Linked DNA regions of Mus musculus: region 2 is linked to region 1. Evidence: chromatin contacts called from public HiChIP or PLAC-seq data. All regions are on one chromosome and are shown on one strand. The core of a region is the stretch at or near the end of the contact, and the rest is flanking DNA. Distances in the headings are between cores, read along the strand shown.

Region 1 (5,540 bases), core at 1,508-4,007:
TCTCATAGAAGCAAACATACTACACTGTATCCTCCAGGCTCACCCACGAGTGGTTTTCCATTCTGGGTTACCAGTGCGCAAGCTCTGATGCTTCGTTCACAAGTGTTGTGTGCTGATTTTTATGTTAATTGAGTCACTGGTGCACACCTGTTACACTGCTGGGACTCGAGAGCTGAATCTTGACGTTCATGAGTTCAGGGTGCAAGTCTTACTCAGACTGCTTAAGAGATCTTGGCTGAGGGGCAGAGGTTGAAGGGTAGCTGGAGGTGGCAGGGGATGGCCTGTTTGCTGTCACATGAATGTTCTCGAGGGTGGCTTCTGGCTGGTGGTTTCCCCTGGAACTCACTGGCACATATTTGTGGCCTCCTCAGTCGTCAATCAAGTTTTGTTTCCTTGTCTCGTCTTGTTGACCGGCTGGTTATTTTAGTCTTCTGATAAACAGGAAGAGCTACTACAGGCAGACTACTCAGGGAGTGTTTAAGGAGCTATTAAACTCAAGGAGCTTTTAAACACGCCAAGGGGTGGGGGTTTTAACTGGAAAGATTGAACTCCTTTAGGAGGAATCCAGTAAAATATTCAAACACTCCTTATAGTTTTTGAACTTATTGGGATTTCTCCTCTGCTCTCCGCCCTATACCTGTAAGTTTTGGGTATGTTGTGGTTCTTGCTGCATACCAGGTGGGCACCTTCTTATTACAGTTGTTTAACACAAAGCAGCAATGGCAGTGTTCACAGGTTGGATCCTGAGCAGTGGGCTCTCCGCTCTGTTCTTGACTTGTGGGGTTTGCCATCATCTCTCCGAAAGAGAGGATGCAGTGAGTGGAAGCATTGGTGCTCAGGCCCAGGCCATGTGGAGGTCCTGTTCACACACTGGGAGTGTTCTGAGCCCTCACATTCTCCCTGTTGGAATGAAATGATGGTTCCTTAGAAAGCATTCTTGCTTTGTCTTCAGCATCTCGGGGTTCTGGGGGGGGGGTCCTCTTATCTGTGTGGTGGTGTTTGGTTTCTGTAACGGGGTGTCCTTTTTGAAATCTTTACTCACTTGTTGCTTTTAAGTCACGGAGATCTGGTTGTACCCATGTATTCTAAAGTGTTTCCTTCAGACTGGGTGACAGGTTTTTGTTTTTATTCTTCGTTGGTGCTGGGGACAGAACTCAGAGCCTTGCTCATGCTGTGTACACACTCAACCATGGAACTGCACCAGGGCTGTTCTTAATTGGCTAGAGGTGTGTGCACACAAAATGCTGTGTTATCTCTGCCTGTGGCTGAGGTTCAGTGAGTCCTCAGGAAGTGGGTGGGTCAGCAGGAGCTGCCATGCGGGGATTCCTCAATATGTCTGATGGTTTTCACCTTAAGAGTCTGCCGGGGGCTGGAAGAGCTGGAATCTTGGGTTTGGAAAGCTTCCCAGGTGGTGGCTCCACAGAGCTCAGAACCCTGTTGTAACTATTTATGTTTATGTATATGTCCGACAGAGAATGTTGTAGACACAATGTGTATGTCCACAGAGGATGTTGTAGACACAATAGTGTGTGGTTACTTTTTGTGAACTTGATACAATTAGAGTCTCCTGAGAGGAGGGAACAGTAATAGAAGAATTGCCTCCATCTGCTTGACCTGTAGAGAGTCTGTGTGCTCATCCAGACATTGTTGTCACTTTCTGGATATGCCACGAAGCCGCTGTTGTATCTCTGTATTTGTAGACTGCCCACCCCCACTCTGGCTGTCTCTATAAGCCCCAGCTCGGATTCTGTCCCCACTAAGTCCCCACTCTCATCTCTGCCCCTGCAATGCTGGCTCTCACCACTGTTTACTTCTGTGGCTGAACCTCCCAAACCTGTTTTGCTCCAGTGTCCCTCCCTCATCTGATAATGTTGTAGTTTCCAGTGTTGTCATTTGAGGAAGTCTGTTTCCTAATTATCAGCTGTGTAATTACATCCTTTGGAGTTCCTACACAGCTAATTTGTTTCTTTGTTTCCAAGCAGGGTTTTATAAGGAACTTTAAGTGTGCTCGGGAATGTGACTTGGGGAGGCTGGTCTGGTTTCTAAAGCCGGTGGGATAGGTGATAACCCAGTATTTGGGGCTGTCATTCTGCTCTGTAAGTATGTTTTAAAAACTTTTTTTTTTTTAAAAAAATCGTAATTAAAACATAATTTCAGAATCCATTCCCCCTTCTGTTTCCTTTCTGTAATCCTCCCCATAATCCCCCCTTGCTCACTCTCCAATTCATAGGCTCCATTTTCTTTAATTTTGTAACAAAGATATTCCTAAATATGTCACTGTAAGCTGTTCAGAAAAGGTTTATAGGGTTAGCCCTTATTAAAGAATTCCCTTATTTCAGAACAAGTGTTAATAATAGGTCAAAACCAGCCACTGAAAGGGCATTTCCCATGCACTTGCCCCTGAACTCAGGTACCATCATTGAAGAGGGCATAGAATGATTTTAAGGACCAGTGTTTTGTGTGTGTGTGTGTGTGTGTGTGTGTATGGGTGGGGGAGGAGGGAGGGAGGGAGGGAGAGACAGATAGAGAGAAAGAGACGGAGGGAAGGAGGCATAGAGAGAAGGAAGGAGGGAGAGAGACAGAGACAGAGGGTAGGAAGGAGGAAAGGAGAGGAAGAGGGAAGGAGACGGAGGGAGGGAGGGAGGGAGGGAGGGAGGGAGAGAGAGAGAGAGAGAGAGGATAAGAGCTAGATATTGGGTCATCACAGCATCTTCTGGATGGGACAGGGCCAATGTGCTTATCACGGCACAGCAGCTGTGGTTGCCTGCAAAGGACCCAAACAGAATCAAGCCAGCCAGTTTTCCAGCACGGAGTGGGCAGGGGTTTCCTAGCCTATATCACTAACAGAGGAGTCATGGACACTTTCCTTAGGGATATGACTTCTGGTAGGTCAACTTGTGGGAGGCTCCACGCCCAGGAGTATATATATGGACAGCATAAAATGAGTAAGATTGGGTAGTTAAAAAAAATTAAAAGTAAAAGGAGGACAGGAAATTGGGGGCATGGTGGAAAGGCATGGGTGGATCTGGGAGGAGTTGAGAGGGTGATAAACATGAGCGAAAGACATGATGTGACGTTATTCAAGAATTAATAAAATATATCCAAAAGTCCATTATTTCTGGCTGAGAATAAAGGCAGGGCTGTCTCTGGGAAGGTGGGGGGCTTATCTGGTGTCCAGCATCCCCACTGAGTTAAAGAGTGCTATCTAAATATTTGTCAGGGTAATAAATGGCAAATAAATGGTAATAAATGTGTTTCCAGCAGGAGGTTTCTGCCATCTCATCTGTGGTGGACTGACTGGGATAGATAAACGTGGATTGCTGACCAGTGCCAGGGAGAAACAGATCTATGCCAGGAAGTGGAGTGTGGGAAAGAACAGCACAGTGGGAGGAATGAGCCTGCCTTTCCAGGAGGTGTAAACAAGCACAAACATAATGGGAGATAGGAGAGCCCAGCACCTTGGTCTGCAGGGACAGACCGAGACAGGCATGTGGAGGTCTTGCTTGTGAGCCTCTACTACTCTGCCCTGACTGTTGTGTTCCTTGTCAGTAGATGGCAGAGCCACAGGAAGGGACACCCCTGTCTTGGCATTCCTTTGAAGATACCATCACAGATCCCTCCCTTGTCTGGGGATTAGAGTCCTCTGGGAGGACAGAGAACTCCATTTCTGGCAACAGTGGCCCTAGGTACCTCCTAGCCTGGGCTGGCCACCCTCTCATGGCTGTTGGGAGTTACACGCGGAGCACCAGTGTCTAGGGGCCCTGCCTTGGTCTCCACTGGTATTGTGACCATGTGGTGCTGTCGGACCTCGACCCAGAGCCCTCCCAGGGTGGGCTGGGCTGAGTTTGAGTGGAAGAGCCATAAGCTACAGCTGACTCAGTGCTTGCCCAGGCTTCCAAGGAGGAAAGCAGAGGTAGGTATCGGGCCTTCCGCATGCTTGGTGTCTGTACAGGTTACTTCCCTCAGTTGAGAAGTATTTCTCTGGATTCAGTTCTGTTTAGGATATCCAGGTGTATGGGATTGCCACGTGTGTTTGTGACTGGGTAACCTGAGAAAGGATTTTATTGCTGTTGTTGTTTTAAAAATATTTTCTGTTATTTAGGAACAAGCCAAGAGGTGGGTTCGGATTAAGTGGGAGAAGGGAGCTGTTTCCAGGTTGCTTTGTTTGATCCGGAGCTCCCGGGGGCCCGTGAGAGTGGGTTGTATTTCAGTGGGCATGCTCTTTCAGGTCAGAGTCTCCTTTGGTCCAAGTTGGGTCTCCTCTTTGCTGCCTGCGGAGTGAACGTGCAGTGTAGATTTTCTTTTCTCAGCTGATGACTATCTTTAAGGCTCTCCCAGGGTGGTTATTTGGATTCTCTTTTTGCTGTGTATGAGAGAAACAGTTATTTGAGGTTCCTGACCTGATTTTGAGTCGATGGGTTTTTTTTTTTTTTCTTTCTTTCTGCAGTTTGGCTCCAATCCTGTTGGAATCATAGCCTATAACTTGGTGCAAAGCATTCTTTCCGTACACTCCAGGAAGTGAAAGATATTATCTGATAGGTGATAGTGGTGGTGGTGGTATGTGTGAGTGTGTGCATATGTGTGTACGGGTGTATATTTGTATGTGTGTGTCTGTGTATATGTGTATATATGTGTCTATGTATGTGTGTGTATGTGTATATGTGTTAGTATGTATGTGTCTTTGTATGTGTGAATATGTGTGTATGTATGTGTGTGTGTGTGTGTGTGTGTGTGTGTGTATGTGTATACCTGCATGTCTGTATGTAGGTCAGAGATCAACCTCACATGTTGTTTCTTGGACTCTGTCCATCCTCTTCTTAGACACTTTCTCATTGAACCTGGAATCACCAAGTATGCTAAGCTGACTGGTCAGTGAGTCCTAGGTATTTTCAGTGTCTGCTGACCCTGGAATTACATGACACCATGCCTAGACTCTTTCAGAAGCCATGGCTTTAGGAGAGCAAACTCAGGTCTTTATGCTAGTGCCAAACAAGCTCTTCCATAGACAAGACACTGTCTCCATTATCCCTCTCCTCCAATTTTAAAAAGACCCTTCTCTTGGGTAAGGGTTTGCTCTTGGTTCAGTTTCTCCTTTTCATGTTTGCCACTTCGGCCAGCTTCTTGGATCTTCAGGAAAAGGTGGCAATGTGTCCCGGAGGGAATGACTTACATTTCCAGACCTGTAGCATTCTCTGGCTCTGTCATTCTTTTGGTTATGTTTAGTATTTCATCTCGGATACAAAATGAAGCAGAAGACCCTCCTTGTAAGCCTGCAAGAGTAGCGCAGAGGTATTCTCAACTCTAGGCTTACCCACCTGTGGTCCTTCACCAGATGAACTCAGAGCTTGTGAGATGGGGTGCACCACCTGCTGCCAGCCTTCCGGGAGCTGTTGGTGGCAGAGCTGTGGATGGAGCCTTTGAGGCTGGGAGCTGGCTGTCTTGCCGTCTGCCTTGGCTGGGATGTGTGACACATCCGGTGTCTCACATGTTCCTTCCTTTGTCTCACTGTCAGGTGGCAGTACTGGCTCTTCCCGCTTCCT
Region 2 (5,495 bases), core at 940-3,439, 160 kb after region 1:
AACTTTAAGCCATGTTTTCATTTTTTCATGGGTATATCTCCAGAACAAGAGTCTGTGAATGTATTTCACTGTAACCAGTAATTTCACACAGCGTGGCGTGAGGAACGTGAAGGTGTTAGCACATAGCACCAGTCACAGTAATATCAAAGTGGGCGTAGCTTGAGATTATTGTATTGCTTTGACTTACTCTTTGCATTTCTGTAAAAGTTCCTAGTGAAGTTTCTTTTAATCGTGTTTTACATTCTGACAGACTCTTGTCTTTATTAGTATTAGTTCAAGTGGAAGTAAAAACCTTGGGGGATATATATATATATATATATATATGAATGAAATAAGAAGAATTAGGCAAGTGGTATAGTTCTGAGGGAGGGCTGTTGCATGGCTTCAGTCCCCAGCACAATGACAATGTAATAATAAAAACCAACATGAGTCTTAAAGGGCAAATATAGAAGGAAATGTTGCTTTGGGTTGTTGGTACCTGTGGATTTAGCTGTTAGCCTTACTCTCAAAGACTCTCTAAGGAACCACATGAGGTTGCCTTCTTGTTTAGGGCAGCTTAAGCCTGCGAGGACTTGAAGTGAACTGTCCAAAGAAGCAAAACACATCCCTGAATAGGCCTCCCGGTATTTAATATTTGTCAGAATTCACTTCTATAAGTATTTACAAATTTATAAGCTAATGAAGTTTATAGTTAAAAAAAAATATTTAAGTTTCATCCAGTCATGGTTGGCAGGCTAGTTGTGTGAGTGTCACAGGGTTTCTGTTGGTAAATCAGTATCTTTGGCACTTGAGTTAGGTGTAGTGGCAGCAGACAGATCTGCTTTGTTCATATTTGAAACATGAAAGGCCTTAATACTTAGAATTATTGGGAAATTTCCCACCACTAGATTCAGACCGGCAGAATAATTTGTATGCAGACTCTTACTTGCTGAGACTCCAGGGAGCCATCATCCTCCTTCCCACCTCTGCGGCAGAGCACGGCATGCAAGGGGCATATTGAGACGCTTAGAATAATTAACCAAATGCACTTCTGCCTTTGTAGTAAATAATATGTATCTGTCATGGTGGAACACCTGGGAAACCAGGAGAATAGGATAATGTAAAGTCTCCAGCATGGAGATGTCAACGGTGGGCAGCCACCCACCCCAGACAACCTTTTATCAGATCTCATGGCCAAGAGGCATTAGACTTGATTAGAATTTGGTTGGGGGTATCAGTGAATGAACAAACACACGCACACGTGCGCGCGCACACACAAACACACACATACACACATTTGTGCACACACATGTGCACACACATGCATACATGTGCCACATGCACACACACACATACATGTCCTTCTATGTCAGCTCTGCATACCTGCATATTCAGTATTTCCACATTTTTCTTCTACTACGAAGATTTTTCCTTTTGAATTTTATTAGAGAACATTTTTAAACAATGAAATATTCCACTGTACAGTGTGCTCTGATTTACGACCCCTTTCTCGGACATTTATTTATCTATCTCTTCTCACATTGTAAATATCCATATTGGTACACAACCTTGATTGTCTTTCTTAGAAATGGTGACATGTCCAACAAGCCTTTTCTCTACCACACAGAAGAATGCTCAGGGGTACACACGGCCACACTCCCCAAAGCAAAGATCTGGATCCATACTAACCCCTAGATGACATTGTGTCCTCACAGGGGATACAGAGAGATAGTGGGTAACATTGTGTTTCTCTTGTTTAACTTCTCAATTATTAATTTACTAATCTTGTCTACATTATATACTGGGGACTGGCAAGATGACTCAGTGGTTAAGAGCACTAACTGCTCTTACAGAGGATCCAGGTTTGACTTCTGTCACCCACATGGTGGCTCTCAACTGGAGTCTGTTAAATTATGCAGTAGATTTGATGCCTTTTTCTGGCCTCCATGGGCACAGATATATGGGTGGTACACAGAAATGTATGCAGGCAAAACACCAATACACATAAAATGAAAGTAAAAATAATTTAAATTGTATGTCATTAGTACTATAAAACATTTTTCTATCTCAATCAATCATCTACCTACCTACCTACCTACCTACCTACCTACCTATCTACCTACCTAAGTAGGAGGCACTTAGCAGAGCCTACTAGCAGGCAGTTGAGTGGGTAAGACTACACTGTCACTGTGTGGTGAGAAAGCAGAGGTCTCATGGTATATTGACACATCCATGAGTCATTTACCTCCTCCCTCAGAAATTAAACAGCAGTAGATTTAGCATGAAACTGCGAGCTGGCAAATTTCCAAGAAAAACCCTTATCCAATTAGTGGAGGGGGAAGAGAGAGGTAATAAAAACACCTCACTCTGCCCTCTATAGCATTTTAAGAATCTATTGATCTTTGAGGGAGGGAGAGAGAGAGGGAGAGAGCCAGAGAGAGAGAGTAAGTTTTGAATGCTTCTTACCCTTTAGCTTTCTTATTTCTTAGTGACTATGCTGAGTATTCTTTCTTTATTATTATTATTAGATATTTTCTTTATTTATATTTCAAATGTTATCCCCTTTCCTGGTTTCCCCTCCAAGACCCCCTATCCCTTCCTCCCTCCCCCTGCTCACCAACCCATCCATTCCTGCTTCCTGGCCCTGGCATTCCCCTACACTGGGGCATAGAGCCTTCACAGGACCAAGGGCCTCTCCTCCCATTGATGACTGACTAGGCCATCCTCTGCTACATATGCAGCTGGAGCCATGAGTCCCACCATGCGTTTTCTTTGGTTGGTGGTTTAGTCCCTGGGAGCTCTGGGGGTACTGGTTGGTTCATACTGTTGTTCCTCCTATGGGACTGCAAACCCCTTCAGCTCCTTAGGGTCTTTTTTCTAGCTCCTCTGTGCTCAGTCCAATGGTTTGCTGAGAACATCCACCTCTGTGTTCGTCAGGCACTGGTAGAGTCAGGAGACAGTTATATTAGGCTTCTGTCAGCAAGCACTTACTTGTTCGCATTCACAATAGTGTCTGGGTTGGGTGCCTGTATATGGGATGGATCCCCAGGTAGGGCAGTCTCTGGAAGACTACCTGACACATTGAGCCACTTGGAAAGGAGATTTCTAACTTAGGCCTCTGCTACCTCTTTTTCTTTGAGAAATGGGGGAGGGGAGGGGAGGGGGGAGAGAGAGAGAGAGAGAGAGAGAGAGAGAGAGAGAGAGAGAGAGAGAGAGAGAGAGAGAGAGAGAGAACGAGAACACGGGAGAACAATAATCATAGCAGAACAGATTCTGGAACATATATTTGCTTTTGTGACATTTAGCTTCTTTTCATACTTCGATATACACTTAATCATTTTCAAATTCAAATCAATTAAAATTAATTTATTTTATTAGCTCAGCCTCTTTCCAATGAGAGATCCTGTGGACAGTGTCTGAGGACAGGACAAGACAAACAAGGTTGACCTCTGGCCTCCACCCATGTGAACCTACATATATTCAAATCCATTCCTATACACGAGCATGAACACACATGCACTTGTACACACGTATATAAAGCATAATATCTTAGTACCCTTGAGCAGCTGGCTATGAAGAAGAATCTGACAAGTGAGCGCAGTTCAGTGGCAGGTGCTGTAGTAATCCCCAAACCACCTCAACCCACGCTCCTGACAACAGACCCAGATCTTAGTCTGCTCTTTGCAACATTTGTAGCATTTTTTTTCCTGTTGAAGAGTTCTATACAGAAGTCCCTTCCAGATCTTAGTCTGCTGTTGCAACATTTGAAATGTTTTTGTTTGTTTGTTTGTTTTTCCTGCTGAAGCATTCTATACCTATGAGTTTCCCTCTGTTTTATGTATTAAAAGACTTTAAATTCAACTCGGTTCCATTAGGAGCTTTTGGTTAGTGATGGTTATAATCATCAGGACAGTAGCCTGACTGCTCACCTGGTCCTACCATCAGCCGTATTTCATTCGTCTCCCTGCTACATTTAGGATAGAACCGGCCTCCCTGCACTTTAAATCATACAATTTGTACTTAAAATTATGAAGTTTAAAGGTGATCTGGAATATGTTACTTTACCACATATCAAGTAAAAATTCAGATTGAAGCTGAGTCTTTCACGAATACCTCCAAAGCCACATAAGGTTCAAAGGAAAGAGTTAGCTACACCAGCTTTCTTAGAAGCTTAGACCATGAAATAATACCAGGTAGGCAATACCGACTTTAAAATTCTCAGTCTTTATCCATTTCCAAGTATCTTGGTCTTATTTCATCTTTTAGAACTGGCTTTTGTGTTAAACTTGCTGAATTTAACTTGTAAATTTTACAGTTTTATGTCACAGAGTTAGATCCAGCCATTAATAGTCCTGCCAATGAGCACCCTCGATGTGGTTCATCTTGGAGCATCCTTGATGCTATTATGTTGGCTGCCTTTGGAGAATTGCACTCTTCCCTAGGTTTTAGCAGCATGGGAAGTAAATGTTCTTCATGTATACTAGTCAGATTCACTTTACTATAACAAGGTAGATGAAGGAGTCAGTTTCTAAAGAAAATAAAAACGCAAAGGTTTATTTGGGCTCATACTTCTGGGTGGGGTAGGTCTGAGCATGTGGGAAGGGCTGTGCCCCATGGCAGAACCCTATAGTAGGTCACACCACTGACTCCATCAGTGAGGAGGCAGAGAGGTGTGAGTGGGATTGATGTTTGGTCCCCTCACACGGCAGTGACCTCAAAGCTTCTCATCAGACCCTCTTTCTAAACATCCAAGTACTCCTCAACAGCGCCCCCTTCAGATTCAGCATTCTAATGGACATGTGTCTTGGGTGGGACTTAGCCCACATTAGCTTTATTTCAAAGCACTGTGTGGTGCTCCATGTTACGAGTTACAGCTCATAAGATCACCTCTTAATTATTGGTACTATTGCTTTTTCTACTTTATTGATGACACAGATTTGGTGAGTTGAAATAACCAGCCTAATGGTTGAAGACGATAAAGTTGTAACATGAGCTCAGATTGTCCACTTTTTTAAAAAAATTGGTTATTTATTTCATTTACATTTCCAATGCTAGCCCAAAAGTCCCCCACACGCTCCCCCACCCACTCCCACTTCTTGGCCCTGGCATTCCCCTGTACTGAGGCATATAAAGTTTGCACGACCTCTCTTTCCACTGATGGCTGACTAGGCCATCTTTTGATTCATATGCAGCTAGAGACACAGCTCCGGGGGGGCAGGGGGAGGGGGTATTGGTCAGTTCATATTGTTGTTCCACCTATAGGGTTGCAGATCCCTTCAGCTCCTTGGGTACTTTCTCTAGCTCCTCCATTGGGGACCCTGTGATCCATCCAATAGCTGACTGTGAGTATCCATTTCTGTGTTTGCCAGGCCCTGGCATAGTCTCACAAGAGACAGCCATATCTGGGTCCTTTCAGCAAAATCTTGCTAGTGTATGCAATGGTGTCAGCGTTTGGAAGCTGATTATGGGATGGATCCCCGGATATGGCAGTCTCTAGATGGTCCATCCTTTCGTCT

The links. HiChIP or PLAC-seq counts read pairs in DNA pulled down with a chosen protein or histone mark.
Region 2: a FOXA1 HiChIP or PLAC-seq map of pancreatic cancer cells shows a contact between it and region 1. The contact joins two enhancer-like sites. A contact is called at or near these places in 1 of 115 datasets of contacts at active chromatin or transcription factors (pancreatic cancer cells) and 2 of 9 other capture datasets (adipose tissue and liver).

What each region holds. Positions count from the first base shown.
Region 1 is chr8:127,143,509-127,149,048 of GRCm38.p6, forward strand. The region is part of intron 1 of Pard3 (par-3 family cell polarity regulator); the gene reads left to right. Among named protein-coding and RNA genes, the nearest start is that of Pard3, 82 kb to the left of the region's middle. Within about 2 kb of position 2,758, at least 38 of the 459 cell types and tissues checked have an H3K27ac peak or open chromatin away from gene starts, as enhancers often do. A contact at or near this core is called in pancreatic cancer cells, where this site is marked.
Region 2 is chr8:127,307,317-127,312,811 of GRCm38.p6, forward strand. The region is part of intron 4 of Pard3 (par-3 family cell polarity regulator); the gene reads left to right. Among named protein-coding and RNA genes, the nearest start is that of Gm9909, 140 kb to the right of the region's middle. Within about 2 kb of position 2,190, at least 23 of the 459 cell types and tissues checked have an H3K27ac peak or open chromatin away from gene starts, as enhancers often do. A contact at or near this core is called in pancreatic cancer cells, where this site is marked.